Regions from separate parts of the Mus musculus genome. Here region 2 is linked to region 1. Evidence: chromatin contacts called from public HiChIP or PLAC-seq data. All regions are on one chromosome and are shown on one strand. Each heading gives the region's core, a stretch centred on a gene start, on an enhancer-like site or on the middle of the called end of the contact. The rest is flanking DNA. Distances are from core to core; before and after follow the strand shown.

Region 1 (6,697 bases), core at 280-2,779:
GCAGATATTCCAGCGGTCTTGTCTGCGCCTTGGTTCCTGATCTCATTTCCAGGAGCCCGACGGGGACCGTTGATCTGTGAGAGTTCCGGGTCCCCAGGACTGGTGGCTAAGTGCTTTGGTGGTGGGATTCAGCCACCATTTGTTCTCCCTGGGTTCTCAAGTGCCCTTCCCATGCGCTTTGGGTCCTGGCGCTCTCTTCCATTGGTGGCCTCTTTTCTTTTTTTAACTTCTGATTCCTGTTAAACTCCCCCTTTAGGTCTTCCTGCTTCTGCTGCATAGTCCAGCTTTTGTCCCTTGTCATTTTATTGTTCTTTTCCTGAGGTCGCCACTCCCAAGCCACCGCGACTTTCCTCAAAAAATCCCTTTTTATCCTTCGCCCATTGGAAACTCTACTTCTGCTCTTTCTAACATCTTCCAGACTGGAAACTTGTCCTAATCCAAGGTCCCCACTGAAGCATGGATCCTTAGTTCCCAGTCACGGTGCGGGTCCCCACGCTGCTCTAGGTAGGAAGAGCGCCCCGCCCCGCCCAGTCCCTGGCGCTTTTTTTTTTTTTTTTTGAAGATCCAGTTCTTCTGCCCAGACACTGTAAAGTGGACAGGAATCAGGTTGGGGTATCCTTTGCTGGGTTCTCGTGAGAAAGATATAAACAGGGGGCTGAGTCAGGGTGCGGGTATTCTTCACGTAGGCCCATCCTCTGGTCGAATGGCATTCTCTTTGGGGCCTTGAGGGGCTCTGTGGTGTCCATTCTGGGAGGCAACAAGTGAAACTGCCGGATGGGGGTGTTGCTTGTAATTGGCTGGAACAGAAGCTAGAGACTCTGTCCTGGTGGGGCTGACCCTAAAGAAGGCTTTGCATGTAGGGTAGAACAACATTGAGGAAAAACTCTATTCTTCTCAAGTCCGAATGCCCCTGTCTAGTGTCTTCACCGATTTCCCCGCAAGCGGATTTCTCAAAGGATAGATACCGGGATGCTGAAGGTTCGTGGGAGAGGGCACTGGGCAGGAGTGGTCAACGTGGAGATATTTTCAGAGTGCTAACTGATAAAGCCTAGAATGCGCTCCCTAATTCCGGATTGCCTCCCCTACTTGGGCAATGCCTTCCATCCAATCCATCCTCCGGCGGGCCGGTTGAGGCCCTAGCTTGTCCAGCTGGAGCGGATTTCAGGAAAAGAGGAAAATGGGGGCTCTCAAGCCCTCTCCAGCTTCCCTCCGTCGTCCTTCCTGATTGGCTGTGTATCCCCGGAGCCCAACTTCAGTCGCTCCAGACTGTGTCTGAGCCCCCACAGGAGACGGAGCGCTGCGACCCAGGGCAGGAGGGGCGGCCAGGCCACCTATTCCTGGGTTTGGCATCTCTCGGGGCCCCAGGGGGGGAGGAGCGCCGACAGGGTAGGCATCCATCGCCTCCTCCAGGCCCAATTCTCGGCGTCTAGCAGCCTCGGTTCCTCTCCGCCCCCCTTTCCCTCCCAGCGTCGGCCTCCCTCCTCCTCCCCCCTCACCCGCCCGCCTGCCCGCCACCTCCCCCCGGTTTCTCATTCCTGCCACTAGCGCGCTCCGCGGCTCATTCCGCGGCCGCCGCCAGCTGAGGGGAGCGTCGCGGGCCGAGGAGCAGATGCCGCGGGGGCCGCTCGCAGCCGCCGCCGACTTGTGAATGGGACTCGGACCGGGGCCCGGGCTGACACCGCTGCGCTCGCCCCGTGCCAGGGACAGCCGGCCAGGAGGTCGTGTCCACCCGCAACGGCCCCAGGTGAGGCGCTCTGCTCGGCTCTAGACCCTATCTAGATGGGGCTTCTCGGAGTAGGCAGAAAGGGGAAAGAATTGCTTCTGAAAGAGACTGTTGCGGAAGGGGGAGGTTGCTGGCTGATGGAGATCAGTAAAGCAAAGCAGAAGGGCTTTTTTTTGGGGGGGGGGTGAGGTTAAAAATCAGAGAAAAGGGAGGCAGCCTGCTGTGGACGCAGGCAGAGCAGGGGTTTGAGGCGCCAGATGTGCGCTCCCCGGTTCTTTGATTGTTGCCCCCCCCCCGGGGTGAGGGGCTGTTGCACCAAGGCTTCAGCACAGGGGGATTGCTTTGGGTTGGGGCAAGGAACTGCAGAGCGGAGCTCTGGACACGCAGACTGCTCCCGTGATGTCTCTAGGGAAAGTCGACCCCTGTGCGGTGCCCGCCCGCGCTGCGCCTGTTCCCCAGACAAGATCGCTCTCTGCGGGGTTCCTAGAGGGGATCCTCCCGCGCCTTCCTAAAGAGCTCCCCTAGACCCGGTGCCTGTGTAGAGAGTGCGGTCGAAGCCCAGAAGATAGCCGGCGGCCGGGAGGGAGCGGCGATTGGATTGGCCGCACTTTGATAGTGTGGGTCGGGGGCTGTGGACTGCGGCTCAGAGGCTGGGGGTTGCGGTGTGAGCTAGCCCCTCCAGCCCCCGCCTTTTCGGGGACTTCAGTCACCTATCCTAACCTCCCAGTGATGCAGGGAATGCTCTGTGAGCGGCTCAGACTCAGACTAGACTCGGGCTTGGACTGGAGGAAGCTTTCTAGGGTCAATGTTAACTTTGAGAATCAAACCTTCCCGGAAAGCCTGCGCCTCCTCTCGGAGCGCTCCAAGCCTCCACTGTTTCCTCACAATCGGCCTCCCTCCCTGTGCTTGGCCTCCCAGCCGGGATGTGCTGAGAGCAAGGAGCAGCGGGAAGCTGGAGGCTGCGGGAGCATCCAATTCCCCTCGCAACCCAGCCTAGCCTTGGCAGGGTCTTTTCGCTCCTGGTCCCCGGAGAAAGTGGGACCCAGGAGGCTTCCTATTCTCTCTCTTGCCAAGGCCCGGATTTCACCCGGGCTCCGCACTCCTGCCTTCAGCGGGTGAAAGGTTCGCTAGATGTTCGAAGAAGCCCTGTTGCTTTTTGTTAATAATGCAGCAGGAATTTCACGGGCTATCGCACTGCTATGAAGAAATTGCATCTTCTAATTATTTAACGGTGCCGTTTCTGCATGACGGAGGGTCGTCCCTGAGGGCTGGGAGTGGGTTTGTTAATGAAAGCCTGGCACTGCAGGAGGGTAGAGATTTGTCTAAAAGTCTCCCCTTCATTTTTTTTTTTTCTTCAAGAAATCTTTAACGATGGCTCCCGAATCCTTTCCTATTTTCTCCTGATCGGTCTTATCTGTGGACTAGGAAGCAGTAAGTTTTGGGTTTAATCACAGAAAGCAGTGATAATTAATCTGGCGAGAGGATAGATCAATTTCCTTATCTCTAGGGCTCGTAGCAGACGTCCAGGGGTTTGCGGGGTGTCTGGAATTTCTGGGGACCGGTCTACAGATGTGTTCTCAGGACCGAGGATCCCTCTCATCAGCATATTAACGAGGCTGAACTGAGTGCGAGCGCCTTTAAGGGTAGCAGAGAAAAAAGAGAAGGGACTGGCCTTCATTTCAATAATGTTGGAATTGTTTTCTCTCATAAGCAAGGAGACAGAGCCCCAGAACCTAGAAAGGGATGCTCAACCCCAGCTGCAGGCAGCTTGGTCTTCTATCAGAACAAAGGAATAAAAGTTACAAAACAAAGGGACATAGCTGTGGCCAGTACTAGAGGGACCCTGAAGCCACAGGCACATTAAGTTCCTTAAACAATCTCTGACTCTTAAGTTTTAGGGTTGGCCAGTTAGGCCCTCGTATTCGAACCCTCTGTGCAAAACATCTATCCTGCCTAGTACAAAGGAATGTGATCAGCACTCAGAAGAGACCAGACAGAGGCATCTAAAGGCCAGGAAACTTTGCTGGGTGGAACTGGGGTTTGCATCTTGCCTTCTGAGACAAGGCATTGCACCCCAACAAACATATTGAAGTCCTTGGAGTCTATACTTGTATCTTTAGTAGCAAGCAATGGTTACTGACACTCTTATAATTATTAGTTCTATATGTCCTGATTGGGATGTCATATGGAGAGAGAGAGAGAGAGAGAGAGAGAGAGAGAGAGAGAGAATGAGAGAGAATCTTCATCTCTGGAGTGTGTGTGTGTGTGTGTGTGTGTGTGTAAACAATTAGGATAATGGAAATGAGATGATCTAGTCTTGGAAATTTGTTTAACGTGGATTTATTGCATACTAGGAAAAAAACAAAAGCAAAAAGAAAAAAGAAAGAAAAGGAAAGAAAGAAAGAAAGCCTTTAAAAATAGTTTTTGTGGAAACACTGGGCCATCTTGATAACACTCCAGAATTTACATTATGTTCGGAACGCTTATCAGTGCACCACAGCAAATTACTAGAAACTTAAATTCTATTTTCAATTAAGATGCAATCTTTTGTTAATTTAAATAAAAGTAAAAGCTACAGCTCTCTCTCTCTCTCTCTCTCTCTCTCTCTCTCTCTCTCTCTCTCTCTCTCTCTCTCTCCTCTCTCTGGCACAGAACTCATATTTCCACATTTTCTGTGGTGGCTTCAGAATGTTTATTTGTGGGAGAAGGGTGCAGAGTTGGAGAGCTATGTCATCATTTGGGGGAATGTGGATCAATTTCATGCCCCTTTAATGCACATGTCTTCATAATTCATGGTTTTTCTTTCACTTTGAATAGAATTACATGGCTGCTTTGTCAGGATTCAGGTTTGGAGACCCTCATATGGAAGGGAATCACCACGACATTGACTTCATGGTTTGATTTACAGTCACAAAACCTACACTCCCACAAGCTCTGAGTGTCTGGAAACCTTTCCTATAAGTGCCAATAACCTAGGAATCAGACAATCTACATAGACTTTGATCTACAATATGTAAATCTATGTTTCCGAACCACCTAAACAAGGGCTACACATCTGATTTTAGTCTTCAACCCCAATGCTTTTATGTTGAAAGCTCAAAAGTCTGCTATGTTTATTCGAGCCTATTTTCAACACTGACTTTTTAAAACTTTGATTATTGTGTGCCCATTTACTGACTAATAATTACAAAATACACTTCATGGAGTTGAGGGGAGGCAGTGAACTTTTTCTCTTACAATCAATTCCCTGAGAATTGCTATGAATTTCTAAGTATTCCCTTAGAAATATTCATTTAATTTATATGCTCACTAGTGAGTGATTTTACTGCATCAAAATATACATGCAGTGAATTTCTCCTTTATGAAATTGGTCATTACTTCATCAGACGTTGGCTAATGTATCAAGAGCTCACATTCTTTATTTATAGTTTGAAGACGTCAATGTTTCCACTTCAGAGTTAGTGCTCCAGAAATATATAAAGATATCTAGCCTAACTAAAATTATAAGTTAATTTTTAATGGAAAAAAAGGAACAAAATCCACAGGTTTGTTGGAGGAAGAAAGGAAAAACAGGAGAAAGTTGGAAACATTTTAATTTCCTCGTCTGCATTCACCAGTCCATCAGAATGACTGTGATGGTCATCTAGAGTTTCCACTCTATGTTGGAAGGACTAAAGAACAGAGTGAAGGAGGATAACTAAACATCTTTCTGCTTTACATTTGCACTGACATTGAGAGACTTGTGCATCTATGGGAATGGACTCCTTTGCGGAAGATTGCGCTTTTGGCCACTAGAGGGCAATGGTGACCTTCTCCAACTTTCGACATGGAGCCCCTCTGCTTTTTGAGGGCACCGTGAAAAGCAGTTTTGTTACTAGTCTTGTCTGCACCTCTGCGAAGAGGCCAGATTCCTGTCTCCGCAGCTCGGGCTCTGCTCCGGTAGATTGTGTGCATGACCGTCTTCCGAGTGGGAGGATTTGTTACCGGCAGTCTTTTCGTCCTTCTTTGGACTTTGCTAGAAAGTTGGGAATTTTTGTGACTTGACATTGTCTAAGACAAAGCCTGAGGATTGGGGTTGAGCCGATGATAAGCTAAGGTTAGCTGTCACCGAGGCAGCTATGTGCCAGATGTGCACATGTATGGAGATGGATGAATAGGTGATGCTGATTTTGTTTGTTTGGGTAGGAAGAGCATTTTGATTTGGGAAGGAGAACGGGATGAATTAGAAGTGGGGGAGGGGAGTAGTCCTGATGTGTATTTAATAACATTACCTCTTCTTTCAAGAGGTTTTAAAGACATCTGCGAGACACTTGCAATCTGCAAAATAAATAAATAAATAAATAAATAAGTAAGTAAAATAAGTGCAGTTTAATTTTTGGTAAACACTTTGGAGTATGCAGTTTTAATATAGCAGCAGATGTTTTACTATTACTCTTAACTCATCCCTGATATTGCTGTATAAAACCTAACTTTATCACAGAATAAAATTTAATTCAAATTTAGTCCTCAATCACTGGGGTTTAACCATTAAGGGTTATTTCTTTCTTTCTTTCTTTTCTTCTTTCTTTCTCCCTTTCTTTCTTCCTTTCTTCAGTGATACGGACAGGATAGTTTATGATTAAATTGCATATTTGGGGCTGTAGAAACTTATATTTGCTACTGTTTGGTGGTGTCATTGCTACCGTTCAGAAGAACTGAAGAACTAATGCTATGTCATAATTAAGAGGAAAAATCTATTAAAAATAAGTACAGCTTTAAGTGGATAGTTCTGCATTTATTTATTTATTTATTTACCGAATAGAGTTGCTTCCCTGGTAGTTCAGCAGTAGAATTCTTAGCAGCTCTGAGCTGTGTTGGAATTTGTGGACATTTGATGGAGATGGAATCAATGCAAATGGATTATGGGAGGGACTATGAAGTCACTTAGTGGAAAGTAAGATGAAGTGTTTTGTAAACTGGTGCTCACTCACCACC
Region 2 (6,036 bases), core at 1,568-4,067, 120 kb before region 1:
ATAAGGAAACAAGAGGTAACTGTTTTGCACACTAACTAGAAGCATAATACAATATAATGTTCTGCTAGGTCTTTCTCTCAGAATATACTTTCCCCAACTTTCCCAACTGTTCCCAATCTGGGATAATGGGCAAATGCCTACTCACCTTCAAGGATCACGTTGACTAAGCATCCTTTGGAGAGTGTCCTATGAAATTAAGCCATGCATACTTTTAGAAAACTATGCTATCACCTTATTTTTGCTTCTGTTTCTGTGGATAACTCATCACCAAGATTTTATGTGTAAAGACACTGGCTTGTCCTTATCTTCAGCAACTATTATAACCATGAGTCACAACAGTCTCTAAAATTTACTTATTGAATTGGGTGTAAGGTAATATTCAGGGCTTTTATTAACTATAATTTACCTCCATCTTTTTTTCAGTTCTAGTTATACCATATTGGCAAAGGATGACCTGCATTATTCTAAACAAATCTGTTGGAGGATTAACAACTCACTCTGATAACCTTTATATTTGTTTTCCTGAGATTATAAAGTACAGACATTTTAATAATAACAAGAAAAGCTTTAAGAGAGCTCATGCTATTATTGTATTTCAAAAAAAAAAAAACACCCAGGTTATCTTTGAGAATTCCTATTTTTAGTATTGTTTATGGATTCCTTTCCCATCTCCTTCACCTGTTTTCAATCAAATGGTCAGTCCTTGTTCTCAAGTTTTCCTGGTCTTTAAAATAGGAATAATCTATTACTTCTTTTAAGTTCCCCAATTTCTTTGTGTATTAATCAACATAGACTATAAACTTCTTTAAATTTCAAGAAATGAATATGGAATCTAAATTACACTATATACATTTTATACATTACATTATATACATTATGTAAAATTTGGTAAATTACAAATTTACAACTTAAAATTGCAAATTACAATTAGATAATATGATAGGGCACTAAAGGAAGTAAGGCTTGAAGAGAACACCAGAGTTTGAGTTGTAGCTCTGTTTGTTGAGTGCCAGTCAGTCTCCAGCACTTCATAAGCCAAGTGTTCTGGGCAGCCTTACAATCGCAGCCCAAGGAAGTGGACACTAGAAGATTAGAAAATCAAGGACATCTTTATCTATGTGGTGAGTTAGAGATTATCTTGTGCTATAGGAAACTTTAGAGGAGGAAAGGAATGTAGAGAAGCAAGGAATGTGTGCGTGCGTGCGTGTGTGTGTGTGTGTGTGTGTGTGTGTGTGTGTGTAAGAGAAAGGGCAGAGGCAGAGGCAGAGGAGGCAGAGGGAGAGGCAGAGGGAGAGGGAGAGGAGGGAGAGGGGGAGAGGGAGAGGAGGGAGAGGGAGAGGGAGAGGGAGAGGGAGAGGGAGAGGGAGAGGGAGAGGGAGAGGGAGAGGGAGAGAGGGAGAGATTCTAACCTTGCATTTATAATCACATTTTCACTTCTCTGGAAATCTAAGAACACATTTTATTTAAGATATGTCAAAGATGAAATTTCTGTTTTTACTTCTGTTTAAGCAGAAGAGATGGAGATATAAGGAAAATCATAGTTCCTTCAATGCATTGGCTCCATGTTATAGAAAAGACAAAAACAAAGAAAAGAAACCTTACTGTACTTAAAATAGTGTGATGCTTAGAGAAGGGACAAGGACTTAGAAAAATGGAGAGAGTAAACCAAGGCCTGGTGAGGGCAGGCATAGCATAGAGCTGAGAGTTCAAGAGAAAAATAAATGCCTTGGGCGGGAGAACATTAGGTGTGTATCCCTGTAAAGCATACAGAAAGGACAGAATGGGAAGCCTCCCCCACCCCCATCCCTGTAGTAACAAAATTCAGCTTTGTTGGGAATATGTTTGTGTTAGCCAGCCTTCAGACATATAGCCATCTGAGACAGATCAACGTATGGAGACATTTGAGATCACACTTGTAGGAGTTGAGTTTATTAGATGTGTGGCTTTGGTCCTGTGACGAAGCAACCTATCACATCCTACTTTACTTCCCCAAAGCCCCGCAATTCCAGACTTCAACACCTCTCTGAAAACCTCACACAGACCTCAGGAGGACAGTCATCTCGACCTCAGTAACATCAGAAAATCTGAAGCGGTTTCAGCGTATGTTTTCATTAAAGAAAATCAATGGGAACGGTGTGTTGGAGGGAGCAAGATTATAGCAAGCAATCCAATTAACCTGTGTTGGGATAATGTTCCTATTTAGTGAATGAGAACAAAGAAACAGGTGATTCTGATGGTAATCAGGTCTGGTTTTCCAAAAACCACATCTGTCTCTTCTTTGACACAGTCTGAGAGCTCTCAGGTGTGGCGCTTGCCTTGTCTGAGCTTCTAAGCTTCATCATGTCTGAAGTGTGGAATTCTGGCAAGGCAATCTCTAAGGCCTCCTTCCGGGTGGGAGGAGCTACGATCCGAACACCATTTTATTCCGCTCAAGTAATAATAAAGGTGTTAGAGGATGCAAATCGATGTTCAGTAATTTCACAATTAAGAAAAATATAGGAATATTGTACTCTGATGTCTACTCATTTCTAGCAATTAGAAAGTAATTATGCTGCAAGTTTTTAAAAAGTCTCTCCAAAGTTGATGTCTCAGCAAAAATTATTAATTGAAACTAAAAATAAACATATAACCCTCTTTGTGATCACTTTCCCTTTTGCCCTGATGTCATATCCCGAGTGAGCCCCTCCCTCACTTCAGCAAGTAGAAAACTATGCAGTGGCCCCTGTGTTATTGATTCTTTATTAGACGCATGAGTCTTGTTCCAACCACAGACTCTGCGGGTGACTGAAGGCTCCCGCTGCCCTTTGGGTAATTAAGCCTAGGATTATGGTTGCTGGAATTGCTTACTCCTGCCCTGCATCTCTTGGAAAGCCACAGCAGCTGACCTAGCTCTGCGGTTACTCTGTTTCCTTAAATGCTACAGGATCATTTACCAATGGCTCATAATACATTGCTAAGAATTTCAGAAATCCAGGGCTCTGGACAGCTTCAGGTTTGCTGAGTCTGATACATCTGCAGCTCTTACTAGCTGATCTAGTATAACCATTTAATTTCAGCCCATCCATCTGAAAACGAGGAACACAAATGATAACACCCGGACCATTTTGTGAATGGAGAGTTAGTTATTTTTCTCTTTAATTCTGCAAAGCATTCTTGCTCTAAAATTTTCCCAGTTTGCCTTGTTTAACTTTCTCTTTCTACTCAAAGAAAAAAAAAATCAGCCCCTTGGTACACTATTTGAAGGTTTTTCTTTAATATATATACACTGCATTCCTATCCCAACAAAGGCAATTAGATACATGTGTTCACATTTGTTTTATGTAATAAATTTTTCTAAATAAAGTATCTGGGTTCATAGTTAAGCATTTGATACATGGGTATGTATTAATAGGTAGATTAATAGTAGCTTTGAAATTAGCTATTTGCATCCAGAGAATATTATATTATTGTTACCCATTGACCCTGACATTCTCCTAAAACTCCATGGAATCTGGTATTTTCTATTATTATTAAAAATTGCCTTATTGACACTTATTTTTCTACCATAGATAGCTTACAATTTTGGGCAGCATTTATAAGAAATGACAAACACAAATATTATCTATCTGCTGGACATAGCATGATTGTTGCTTCTGTGCTAGACACTGCCATATGCTGAAAGAACAAGGAAAAGGAAGTCTAAGCCCCAGACTTAGAAATACACACACACACACACACACACACACACACACACACACGATAGTGATAGGCCCTAATGAATGTACCTCTTGTCTAGTTAAATCACAGGTGATCGTCACACAGGTGAATGGCTAGTTCCTCTCTTCTTTTCCCCACCTTCAACTCAGGATACCCACAGATATCCTGCTACATTATCCATAACCTTAGTACCCACGAATTGAAAAGTAAGAAAGATCAGGGGCCTGAGGATCATCTAGGGAACTTCTTAAATAGGAAAAAAAAAAAATCCTGCTGCAAGGATTCTCACTCAACAGGTGCTATAAATTATGCCTGTAGTTTATGCTAAACACTCTGGGTTAGAGGTTTTTGTTCTTTTTTTTTTTTTTTTTTTTTTTTTTTTTTTTTTTTTTTTTTTCTGTAGCAGTATTAGGAATGGGCAGATTTGAAAGATAGTACCTAAAGAAGGTTAAGACACAGAGGAGATGACCTTGAAATAACAGCAGCATCTCTGCCCTTCCTTTCCTGTTCTTCACGAAGTGAGCAGCTTTGCTTCATTATAAACTCTGTGTCATGAGGTATGACCTCAACAAAGACCCAAAAGTCATGGGCTCAGTCAGTATGGACTGGTCTATGAAACCATGAAGCTGAACCAACCTTATTCCTACCTTGTGTATCTGTTACGTGATAGAAAGATGATTAACATAGGTCTGAGACTGCATTTTAACTACCTTTTCAGGTACCTGTGTTTCCTGGCAGATACTTCTCAGGAACCCTAGGATGTCTGCATCCCTGGTAGAGCCATTGCTGCTTCTTAAGACTGTGTTTCAAATGGCATACACCCTGCAAATCAATACTTCTCCATGTGGAGCCTGTAATCTGTCTGGAACATTCTGACCTAGGCATGCTAGGAAGTTATCAACATTTTTGTTTTGTTTTGTTTTGTTTTTTTCATCCTTAAAATGTACAAAGATTCAGATTTCAACAAAAACTTGCCATTTCCCAGAAATACATTTCTCTGAAAAGAGAACCGAGTGGCCTCATGAAGCCTATCTTTGTGGCTAGCATCTAAAAGAAAACTATTCTACATAACAAAAGGGTACTCTTGTTGCATTTGTCTTAATTTAATTAATGTTATAATTTCAAAATGCACATATTTAAATACCAAATCTATCATAAATTATGTATGAAACCTCAGGCTTGCCACCATACAAAACTGCTTAGGCCCATCCATTCATTTCTTAAATATTTACTATGTTCTCATTATGTGAGAGTATTATCATATATTCTAGAACTGGACACTTAAAGTAGCCAAGGAGCTAAAGGGATCTGCAACCCTATAGGCGGAACAACATTATGAACTAACCAGTACCCCGGAGCTCTTGACTCTAGCTGCATATGTATCAAAAGATGGCCTAGTCGGCCATCACTGGAAAGAGAGGCCCATTGGACACGCAAACTTTATATGCCCCAGTACAGGGGAACGCCAGGGCCAAAAAGGGGGGGTGGGTGGGTAGGGGATTGGGGGTGGGTGGGTATGGGGGACTTTTGGTATAGCATTGGAAATATAAATGAGCTAAATACCTAATAAAAAATGGAAAAAAAATCAAAAACAAAACAAAACAAAACACAGCACAAAAACATGATTTCTGTCTTAGTTAAGGTTACTATTGCTGTGATGAAATACCATGACCAGAAGTACCTTGGGGAAGACGGGGCTCGTGTGACTCACAGTTTCATATGACAGTTTATTATCAAGAGGGGTGAGGGCAGGAATTCAGGCAGGGCAGGGACCTGGAGGTCAGAGATGATGTAGAGGCCATGGAGGCAGTCTGCTTACTGGCTTGTTCCTCATGGCTTGCTTAGCCTGCTTTCTTATAGAACCCAGAACTACCTGACTAGGGATTGCCCAACCCATAATAGGCACTAGATTTCAAAATGTCCTATTTTGATCTTATTTTCTCAATTATGGTTCCCTCATTTAGGTAACTACAGCCAGCACACATTCACTTTATTCTTGTAGAGGAGATAGATAATAAAGACACAAACAAATTAATAACATGTGTCCAGGAGATAAGGAAGAAGGAGGAGGAAGAGGAGGAGGAAGAGGAGGAGGAGGAGGAAGAGGAGAAGAAGAAGAAGGAGGAGGAGGAGGAGGAGGAGGAGGAGGAGGAGGAGGAGGAGGAGGAGAAGGAGAAGGAGAAGGAGAAGGAGAAGGAGAAGGAGAAGGAGAAGGAGAAGGAGAAGGAGAAGGAGAAGGAGAAGGAGAAGGAGAAGGAGAAGGAGAAGGAGAAGGAGAAGGAGAAGGAGAAGGAGAAGGAGAAGGAGAAGGAGAAGAAGAAGAAGAAGAAGAAGAAGAAG

The links. HiChIP or PLAC-seq counts read pairs in DNA pulled down with a chosen protein or histone mark.
Region 2: a contact with region 1 is called in an H3K4me3 HiChIP or PLAC-seq map of embryonic limb bud, with 2.0 times the contacts expected there. The contact joins the enhancer-like site here to the promoter of Cdh11 in region 1. A contact is called at or near these places in 1 of 39 promoter capture datasets (the 3T3-L1 cell line), 6 of 484 Hi-C or Micro-C datasets (MC3T3-E1-derived osteoblasts, cranial neural crest, embryonic fibroblasts and 3 more), 1 of 115 datasets of contacts at active chromatin or transcription factors (embryonic limb bud) and 1 of 9 other capture datasets (liver).

Annotation. Positions count from the first base shown.
Region 1 is chr8:102,779,943-102,786,639 of GRCm38.p6, reverse strand. It overlaps Cdh11 (cadherin 11), which reads left to right and starts at 1,529. Exons shown (of 13, transcript NM_009866.5): 1 at 1,529-1,744.
Region 2 is chr8:102,897,667-102,903,702 of GRCm38.p6, reverse strand. No RefSeq gene overlaps it. Among named protein-coding and RNA genes, the nearest start is that of Cdh11, 120 kb to the right of the region's middle. Within about 2 kb of position 2,817, at least 10 of the 459 cell types and tissues checked have an H3K27ac peak or open chromatin away from gene starts, as enhancers often do. A contact at or near this core is called in embryonic limb bud, where this site is marked.